Linked DNA regions of Gossypium hirsutum: region 2 is linked to region 1. A link is a contact called in public Hi-C data. All regions are on one chromosome and are shown on one strand. The core of a region is the stretch at or near the end of the contact, and the rest is flanking DNA. Distances in the headings are between cores, read along the strand shown. Region 1 holds the start of LOC107952035 (aldehyde dehydrogenase family 3 member H1). Region 2 holds the start of LOC107951451 (prolyl-tRNA synthetase associated domain-containing protein 1).

The links. A called contact is a pair of places that touch in the nucleus more often than the background predicts.
Region 2: a Hi-C map of leaf shows a contact between it and region 1, with 2.5 times the contacts expected there. The contact joins the promoter of LOC107951451 here to the promoter of LOC107952035 in region 1. A contact is called at or near these places in 2 of 34 Hi-C or Micro-C datasets (both in leaf).

What each region holds. Positions count from the first base shown.
Region 1 is chrA02:14,305,575-14,311,203 of Gossypium_hirsutum_v2.1, reverse strand. It overlaps LOC107952035 (aldehyde dehydrogenase family 3 member H1), which reads left to right and starts at 2,578. Exons shown (of 10, transcript XM_016887275.2): 1 at 2,578-3,077; 2 at 4,922-4,990; 3 at 5,089-5,185; 4 at 5,291-5,497. The coding sequence starts at 2,853.
Region 2 is chrA02:15,107,957-15,113,585 of Gossypium_hirsutum_v2.1, reverse strand. LOC107951451 (prolyl-tRNA synthetase associated domain-containing protein 1) reads right to left here and starts at 2,288. Exons shown (of 12, transcript XM_016886515.2): 1 at 2,141-2,288; 2 at 1,329-1,388; 3 at 1,183-1,236; 4 at 1,088-1,101; 5 at 822-906; 6 at 472-521. The coding sequence starts at 2,179.

The DNA of each region.
Region 1 (5,629 bases), core at 1,329-3,828:
GTTACTGGGCAACCTGGGGTGACAAATTTCTTTAGTTGAGGAAACCATTGTTGTCGGGCAATCTGAAATGATATTATATATCATTATAACGTCATTGTTGCCAAGCAACCGGGGTAATGGATCTGTCTATCCATACCGAGCCCGTGTCAAGTTAATGGGGTTATAAACACAAGAATTGTTAAACGGGTAAAGTAATGAAATGTGATGGAATTATGAAATGTGATATTATTTCATTTGATTTGAAAATGAGCCCTGGGGTCCGAGCATGTATAAAAGAGCCATTAAGCTTAAAAACAGTTGAAACATCAATATGAAAGGGATATATTTACTTAATTGATGAGGTTGAATATTAAACTAGTTTGTTTATGAATTGGATGATAAATGTTGTATTAATTTGCATATACATATACAATGGATTCTATGTTAACATGAATATAGGTATAATTGCTTTGAATTGGCATTTGAAGTATGGAATTGTTCAAAGTAATACTCATGCTTTGATTTTGAATTGAATAAATTCATATTAGCTTATACTTGTAATCCAATATCTTGAATCATAAAATTACCATTAAGCGATTTGCTCAGCATAAGGTTTTGTTTTTTTTATGCGTAAGTAACTTAGATTCATAGTAGATCATGATAAGGTCTTCTCAGCATCCAGAATTTAAACCCGACTTAGCAATGTTTGTGCATCTTTTATGTTTATAGTTGGCATGCACCTAATAGGTTAAGTTTTGTTGGGATAGAATAGTATTTATAATTAAATATTGCATTTTGATGTTTTAAAAATGATATATGTGGTTGATGTGTATATGCCTTTATCTGTATACAACTTAGAATTCTCATAGTCTGATTAAGGCATGAGATATGTAATGGTACCTTGAATGAAATGTATGAATGAACTTAATAAATGGTTTATATGTCATATGTCATGATATGCAATTTAGATTTGCTATGGTGCTGTTAGGGAATGATACATGAAATGGCAGCTTAATTATAAAGTGAAGAATGAATATGTATAGGTTTGCATCTAGAATAATAAGAATACTAGGTAAGTTAGTGAGAATGAATGGATGATTGGAAGTATTAGGTAGTTAGAACATGATGTTGATATGAATTGAAAGTTTTATGGCTTATTATGGAACCTATTTTTACTGTACATTTGGTCAAAAAGAAGAAAATAATAAGGTTAAATTGAATATGCATTGGTGTATCTTAAAAACACAAGTTGTGAGTTGGTATTGCAGAAATAGTATGTGACATCGTGACATCACATGCATGTCGTCGCGACAAGAAATGGCTTATAATGTCACGTTGAGACGAGAAACACTGTCGTCTCAACAAGGCCAAACAGTGAGTGACGTCGCGGAGACTGACGTTGTGACATGATAAATTGTTTGGTGACGTTACGATATGGTAATGATGACGTCACGACATCAACCCCGTATTTTAAAAATTTTACAATTCAGTCCTGATTTGATCTCGAGTTAAATTAAAAGCTTTCGTGAGCTCGTTTAGGACCCAAGAATGATTCTCTATTGTATTGTTTGTTTATAATTCTTATGAATAATAGCTTGATGACGTGAATTTGTATTTAATTTGATCGTAGTTGCTCCGGCAACGAATGTGGCACACTGTAGCTCAAACCCAGCAATCGGGTCAAGTATAGGGTATTACAAACGAACCCTAGTCAGAAAGTCACGTCCCGATGAGGAGCTCCCCAAAGTCGCGACATCAATTCAAAATTTTGTATCATTTACAATTTGATCCATTTCAATCTCGAGTTAATAAAGAGCTTTTGTAGGCTCGTCTAAGGCCCGAAAATGATAATGCATTGTTTAATTAGCATGAATTACTTGTATTTAAAGGTATATTGACATTAATTGGATGTTATTGATTGTAGTTGCTCTGGCAACAAATGTAACACTTTGTAACTCAGGCCTGACGATAGGGTCGGATATTGGGGTGTTATAAATAAAATGCTTACGTGTCCAATAAAGACACTATCGACTTGTCATCATTTTAAACACGCGACATAAAATTATTTTTGAAGACCTTTTAATATAATATATGATATTTCTTCAAAAAATATATAATATATGATATGATATGATATAATTATTGATGAAATTGAATTTTTTTTAGCTTAATGTAATATTTATTTAAAATTAAAATTAAATTGTTAAAATATGTAAATATTGAAAACTAAATATATTATTATAATAATTATGAAATATGATATCATCATATCCAAAAACATTTTACATCAGAACAAAACCAGATGGAAAATATTAAATATTAACGGTGAAATTGAAAGTCTTTATAACTTAGTTACCGAAAGAAAAATACACTAATAATTATTTAACTAAAGATGGAATTTACCATTAATTTTCTTTTTTATATTTTTAAATCTTGCTTTCTTATAAAGACAAGAACTATATTGAAATTCACGTCAACTTAACATTCCAGGTATGATTTATTTACATTTTTAAATTCAAAATTAAATCTAAAAGTCCAAAGTTAAAAAGAAAAATTAATTTATCTTTTTAATCGGTTGTATAGGTCCCCCATCAGAAGGTGAAGGTTTACCTTAATAGATCACAGCTGAGGAAAACGCCAGAGGTATGGCCCGGGTCACGGGCTCTTGTGCTATAGATCTATTTACGATCATACGCAGTTTCGTTGTTTTTGAGTATATTGGCAGGAAAAAGAAAAGGTGACGTAAGACATCATCATTATCAACGCCGGCAGAGTCCAATCAATTCAAAATCCTCATTTTGTTTTCTTGTTCTCTGCGGTTCCTTTTTTAAGATTCATAGTTGGAGCGTATTTGATTGATTATTTGGACGATAATGACGAGCGAAGTGGAGAACAAGCCGGTTTTTTGTACGGAGTCGGCAAAGGAGTTGGTGAAGGAGTTGAGAGCTAGCTTCGCAACCGGAAAGACTAAAAGCTACGAATGGAGGTTGACTCAGTTGAATGCCATGGTGAAGATGATGGAAGAGAAGGAGCCGCAAATCGTTGCTGCTCTTCACGATGATCTTTCCAAGCCGGAACTCGAATCCTCCATCTATGAGGTCAAATCTTTTGATTTCTTTTTAATTTTGAAATTTTATTTTCCTGTTATTCTTTCTTTTTAAAAAAAAATTGATTTTGGATTTGTTTTTTAGTTAATTAAATTTTAAAATGGATGAGAAGTAGAATTCAATGAAGTTATTTCACGTAGCATTAGTTGTTTAGTACAAAGTCTATAGGCGGCTGTAAGTCAGCTCTGGACAATTCTTGATTGGCATTTAATTATATCTAATCATAAAAACTTTACTGTTGGACTTGGTTACTGAATGAATCTGAATTTCAATTTTAAATTATTAAAACTTTGTTATTAATTATTGACCAGTCTCCAGATTAGAATATTCATAAAATAGATTTGATGGCTTTATTTGGTTACTGATAAACAACTTCAACTACTTTGTCTTTAAAGCTAACGGTGCTGTTTGGGGGGTTTATTTAGTTTTTCATGTCTAGATATACATTTGTATTAATATTATAAATTTTTATGAGAGACCCTGTTTCGTGTCAAGCTCCAACTCGAGAATCGTGAAATACATGAAGAGAACAGTTGGGAAGTTTTAGGAATCCTCTCTCTATTGTTGCTGGTGTGAAAAGGTTTTAGAAGTGTTTAAATACGTGACAGAATTGAAATCTTGATGGGCACAAGTAGCATTTATGGCATGCTAACAGTTAACTTTTTCTTGAAAACGGTTGATCAGTTTTCTGACTTTAAATGATTGCTAGATATATGCAGTGTTCCAAACTACTAGAACTCGAATATTTATTTCTAATCCAACTTGCTCACATGGTTAAAATCTCCAGCCACATGATGTAAGTATCGTAAGAAATATTTTCTTTTTTGGCCCTTTTTGTTTTTTTGTTCAGCCTCTATAGTATACTTTTATCAGTGAAGATTCTTCAAAATTATTAATTATTTGGAATATGTCTGGGCTTGGGGTAGATAGTCCCTGCGCTTGCCCATATTTAGTAGAGATCAGGATTAAGAATAATAAGTAACGGTTAAACTTCAATGCAGGAATGTATATCAGTAGGTGGACAGGATTTAGGAAAAAGAAAGAGATAGAGAGATGTATTGCTATTTACTGTTATTTTGAATAATTATAAGTTGGTGATTGGAGCTTTGACTGAGATAGACTACTGCTGTGAGGATAATTGTAGTTTTGATTAATTAATGTGGGGATACTTAATAATGGCATGAAAGCTAAATGAACTTTGATTATCGCCAATGAATACTTAAGGAGGTTTTTGAAAATTGTCATCTGTTTATAGTCACAGTTGTTTGCCACTTGTTTGAAAGAAACATTATTTGAGCCAAATGCCTAAATTATATATATTCAGTCTCTGGATTAAATGTGGAGGTTAGCGTGGTTTACTTTAAGATAGTTATATGCATCATTTAAGTCAACCTTTTGTGTTATGTTGATTAGATTTAAGAGCTAATGATAATGAATGTTGGACAGTAAGCAAATTTTCTTTTGAGGTTTCCTAAATGGTTGTTCTTGGCTTCAGTGTCACTTTTTGGCTGAAGATAAAAGTCGGTTACTTTTAGGTTTTTAACTTGGAAAATTAATATATTAGTTTACTATTGTTCTGGAGCAATTTATTTTTGTCATACAGGCAAGTTTATTTTGAGATGTCATCCTCTTATTAAGTTTGTGTAACTCTTGATGTTTGATATCTTTGTTTTAACCCTAAATGTCACACTAATTAGAAAACAAGAACTATGGAGAAGGCAACAATATTTGAGTTATTTATATTTGGCCTCCCGAGTGTGCTCTTCGTTTCTATGGAACTCCCACATAAAATAAGTAATCTTTTTCCTCTGATATTGACATGGTTGACACTTCAGATAGCAATGCTAAAGAACTCATTTAGATTGGCAGTCAAGAACATGAAGCATTGGATGATGCCAGAAAAGGTAAATATTTTGGATACCTCTCAAATGGGTGGAAGCTTTCATTTAGTTTTCTTTTTGGTATTAAAGAGTTGAATATGATTAACCTGCCTTTCTTGCAGGCAAAAACTTCATTGGTTACATTTCCTTCCTCTGCTGAAATTGTATCTGAACCATTGGGTGTGGTGTTAGTAATCTCAGCTTGGAATTATCCTTTTTGTATGTTAAACTCCGTGGTGAACTTGTTTACAGTCATGTTTTTCTTTTTCTTTTAATTTCTAAATTTTGTCGGAATGATGACTATAATTGTATATCTTCTTTCAGTGTTGTCTCTAGATCCAATTGTTGGAGCTATTGCAGCCGGTAATGCTATAGTCTTAAAGCCGTCAGAAATCGCTCCAGCCACATCATTGTTGCTTGCAAGGCTAGTAGCTGAGTATTTGGATAGCTCTTGCATAAAGGTTGTTGAAGGGGCTGTTCCTGAAACTGCAGCACTACTTGAGCAAAAGTGGGACAAAATACTGTATACAGGTCCTTGCTTATAATTGTCCTTCTCCTCCAGTTCAATCTTTTATGTCTTAATACACTTGGGCAACTTTATCTAAGGTTCATATGTGTAGGCTTCTAGAAGTTTGTGATCAAAGTGGATATTATCTTTCTATT
Region 2 (5,629 bases), core at 1,039-3,538, 800 kb before region 1:
CAAAGCCACTTTCATTCACACACGAATGCAAAAAGAAAAAAGATCAAATTGGGTAAGAGGCCCTTGTACTATGCATTTTTTCAGATTTAATCCCTCTACTGTAATTGATCACTTATATCCCTCTACTTCTCAAAATGTGTATTTTCAGTCCTATGGCTATTTTTTTTTTGTTAATTCCGTAGCTTTTTTTTTAAAACATGTGACATTGTCATTTTTGTACAATTAGACAAATTTTGCACATTTAAAGAAGACAAAAAAAAGTGACTAAATCCACCAAAAAAGTATAATACAAGGACTTTCTATACAATTTGGCAAAGGAAAAAGCTACTAAAGCTTCAAGGACTTCCCTTCTAATATATAAGGCAACAGAATTTACTTAAATTCAAGATCTTAGGAAGATAATTCTCCATGTACCATTCAGCACTAAAATGAATGTAAATTCAAAGCTTGAAGGAAATAAAACTTAAATACCTTGCAGATTCATTTACTAGAGCAAATGGAGTAACACATCCAAGTGGCACCTTAAAAAAAAGAAAACAGAAGCAACATAAAATAATGAAATGCAAATACATATAACAATCATTATTGAAAGGGGGGGGAGGGCGTGGAAACAAAAGCAACAATATAAAATAGTGAACTATAATCTTCTAATCATATATTTGGCAATCATTTATATGCGTAAACATTGATTACCAAATTTATTTATCTTCTAAGAAAAGAAGTAGCTTGTCATTTTTTCTTTAACTAAATCCATTAATAATAACATGACCTCCAAAAATTTGATAACAAACAAGTGTAAAAAAACTTATATATTTGCCCACCTTAAGTATCTCACCCAATGCCTCTTCTGGAGCCATTCTTAGACCACCTTTTCCTAAACCAAGCCTCTGAGATAAAACTGCACAGCTTTGAAAGCCACATGAAACTCACATTAACCTCTCAAAGTTACTTCAAAATTTCCATATTGAGACCAACATATGAGACCAATAAACTATTTCCATGCATTATACAAAAAATAAAGCAGGAAAGAAAGTATGTTCCTTTCATATCTACTTTCGTATCTGCAAGGGCAGACACAACATAGTACCTATGTTTTTTGTCCTGCATGGATAAACATTTGCAATCACTCAGAAAGTTTCGAATAATCCTCAGAAACAATGCCAATTTTCATTCGGTGTATACCTTCAAGAACAGATTTTTACTCAGTGCACCTCCCACATTCCCAACATATTTTGCCTGATGAGAAGAAAAATTTTAGAATCCATGAAATGCATGAGTTTGTTTACTCAAAAGGGACTCATCGGCTAAGTTTAGCACTCTTCTTTTACCTGAGCTTCGACAGTCAAAACAACAGGATGTTCATACTGGGAAAAATCAATTTGAAGCTCCTGAAAAAAATCCAATGCACATACCAGTCACTAGAGATGCAAAAGAAGAAAAGCAACCATAAACTGAAGCAAGGCCATAAATTCTTGAATTCAATCATAACCAGATACAAACAGAGAAATAGTGCTGAATCAAAACTATATAATTAGAAGGATTGCAATCAATGGTGAATTGCCATGGGAGTCACGGGCCATTTTGGAAACACCTTGAGTGAGTGTGTGCGCTAAACTAAATTAACTTGTTACCCCACCCCCAACCCCCCCCCCCAAAAAAAATTTAAATTGTATATATTTATATTTATTTATTTTGTTTATAATTTAATTTTGTGCATTATAAATTTAAATTGTTATCTGTCACCTTGTGTTCTTCTATTTTCATCTTTAAGATCACAGCTTTAAGCTATTGGTCAAACTACATACTTCGTTTCCTAATTGGCCCCCAAAATCAAATGGCAAGATCGGCCACTGGTTACAATTCACAATATTTCCACCAATTCATAGTGTAAATATCTATAAAAGTTCATAATTTTAGCAGAGAAAACCATATTGTAACAGCCTAATTTGTGTTTTGCAATTTATTTGCTCCATTCTTACCCTGAAAATAAATGAATTTAAATAAAAATAATGAAAACCCAAATCCCAATTGTAGTTTAAATAATGAATCATTTCCCAAAAACTGAATGGATATTGCGAATTAGATACTAACTGTACAAAGATTAGAACTAAAAGCTATCCAGAAATCAAAAAGAGGAAACCTTTAAACGAGCAAGCAGCTGATCCTTGGAATAACCCATTGTTTCTGTGTCGAAGCTGAAGACTGAAGTTCAGGAGATAAAAGCAAACAATATAGAAATCAGCGATGAGCTTGGAATAGGTTTATTTGTTACTGAAGTATTGAGGTGGATTCTGGTTTGGGCTTAAACTCGTTGGATCATTTACGGAAACTCCATTGCACTGGGCCTACAGTGCGATCTCAATTTAAGGTAAATTTTGTTCTCACTCAAATGAAACTCACCCGTATTGAACAACATTTCCGTAATTTTTTAATCGAAGATACAAACTCAAGAGCATAAATAGTAGTATGAGAATTGAACTCCACGTTTGGTAGAGTGGAGTAACTTTTTGTTAAGTATTTTAGTTGATTTACTATATTCTTGTTTTCAAGGTTCATAATCACCCATGTCTTGAAACAAATACCAACAGTTAACTAATTATAACAACTCTAATCTACATCATGATGAAGTTAATTCATTAATTATGATAGGGACGAGTTGGTAGTACAAACACAGTGAACTATGTAATGGTCTTAATGTCGATCAAAGATCGTATACGATGCAGTTATCAATTTTGTTTATAACAATTTTGGATGCTTCACTTTTTTGTATTCAAGTGGTGGCACATGGAAAACATATTTATGGAGGACAGTCACTACTCGAATAAGATCTGAGGGTAAGATTGTTGCATTATGGTGGATGAACAACACATTCAACATTTAAGATCCCATTGAAATCAAGCAATAATTCTTCTTGCGAAGTTAAGTAAGGTACATCATTAGCTGGATTACTAAGGAAGACAAGTCTGATTAAATGGGATGAAGCACCAATGGCTGATGTACATGTTGTAGGATATTCTGCGATGCAATGATCATTCATCAGAAAATAAGCTATTTGATGGGGTAAATATGTTGTTGGGAGGGGATTTCAGACAAATATTACATGTTCCTTGGGGCAGGCGCAGTGTTATTATTTCAACTTCTATATTACCAAGTCTAGAATATGGGATCACTGTGACCTTTTCCAATTAACCATAAACATGCGATTTCATATGAATTCAACAACTTCTTCTATCTCTGCTTTCAATAAGTGGCTGTTTAATTTGGTGATGGTAGATTACCTACTATCTATCAAACATGATGGGGATGATATGTCACAAATAATTCCACATGGATCTGGTTCATTTTGTGACATTGTTGAATCCACTTATCCCGATTTGGAAAGAAATTTCAAGAATTCGACGTCTATAAAGGATAGAACTATTTTGTCACCGTCAAATAAGGTTGGTGATAGGGTTAATAATATTCATTTTGAACAACAATTTGTATTATATCCTCCTAAATTCTTAAAACTCTTTGAAATTCATCGGAATTCCCAACCATAAAATTCAGTTGAAAGTTGGTGTTTCGATTATGCTTCTTATAAATATAAACCAAAGTCTTGGACACTAGGTTGATTGTAACAAAATTGGGCTCACCATTGATTGAAGCAGACTCATATTGGTTAACAATTTTTTATTCAAATGCAAATTTGTCCATCTTATATAAAATGACCATTCACGAAGATGGTTTCCCATCAAGATATGTTTTGCAATGATCATAAATAAAAGTCATGTTGGAGTTTGGTTGTCATGTATGGACATATCAATTAATTAGTCATATGACTATTTTAATATTTTTTTTTATTTTTTTTCAAAGGATATGATGCAGAGCTACAACGTCATTCCCTAACTTGCAGCTGTAGGCGAGATTTGGAAATTGAAGGTTCGCATCATTAGAATATAACATGCGGTTAATGTGCGACAAAATAATGAATTCATTGGCATTGGATTCATAATATTAGATGAAAATGTAAGTACAAAAAATTTAATTAACTTATTTTATCTATACTTCATCACTATTAATTAAATTATCTTTAAAATTTCTAATTTTTACTATTAATTACATATGATCATATTGTTGGGTTTTGGTGCCCTTAGTGTAGTATATTCATCCATTTATAATTGTAATTTTTTGAATAGATTAATTTAGATGAAATTCCATTATACATTAATATCATTTGTATATATGCCTTTAATGGTTTTTGCATGCAAAGCAAAATGTAAATAAATATTGACTCATTTAATGTTTAACTAATATTAGTTGAATCATAATGTGGAAGACAACTTATATTAGTAGATAATCTAAACAATACATAGCCTAATTGAAACTGAGAAAATCGATTGAAAGACTATTATGTCGTCTATTAAGTCCGATTAGGGAGATGTCTTATCTTAGGTATCAGAGCGGATAACTCTTAAAAGATAGAGACAGATGTTATTATCTCGACTGAAAATACATTAGACAGGACCCAAGTTGAATTTATCCTAAATCCGTTTATGAATTTATTCACTTGTGATGTTTATAGTATGACATACCTTATTCCTAAGTGGATGATGAATCATGTATGTGTGACTCGTATACTTTGATATAAATGTAAGTTCAAGTTCAAATATATAAATAACTGAAACCTGGTAAGTTAGGTATATGACTTCTGCATGATGTAGCATCATTCCACAACAGTGAAATTCATAGCCCAGTAAAGGGTAAATGATATTCTCTCATTGATATTACATATTGATGAAAAAGGAATGTGGTCATGGGTCATTTGTCATAAGACAAATGATTTAATTACTATATATTAGTAATTAACTTTTTCATATCGGAAGATGTAATGGAACTATGAGATAAAATAAGTCCATATTGGGAGAATAAATTTTATCCCAAAGAAATTAGTGATATCTTATGAGGGTAACACGCTTATAACAAGGTTATCAGACAAGCACTTAGTTAGGGGTGAGCAAAACTCGATTCAACTTGACAAAATCATTTTTTTTTCAAATTTTGAGTTAATTGAATTGAGTTATTTGAGTTATTCGAGTCAACTCGAATAAGTAATTCATTTTTTCAAGTTCAAGTTGAGTTGAATTTTACAAATCGAATAATTCAAATAATTCAAATAACAGATTGATGTAATTACCCCTTTGTTCCCTATTGATTTTGAAAATGAGCAAATTGGTCTCTCTCAATAAAAATAAATCAAAATAATTTTCAAAATTTCAAAATATTTATAAAAAATCAAAATTTCATATTTTTTAAAATATAAAAAATTAAAAATTCTAAAACAAATTTAAAGAATATATGGAAAAATTAATTTTTAAAAAAAATCAGAATAATAATTTTAAGGGCCTAAACAAATTCAAGTTTATCATTCTAAAGTTTTTTAGTTTTCTCTTATTTTTTTTGAAAGAGTTTTAAAATATATGTGGTTTCAATTTATGTGCTCTAACATGGAAATAATTACCCTGTAATAAAATTTTAATTTAACTCGAATAATTTCACTTAATCAACTTGACTCGAATTTCATTTCCCTTTACTCTATTTGAAAATTTCAAATCGAGTTACAATGTTGAAATGAGACTCATCAACTCAA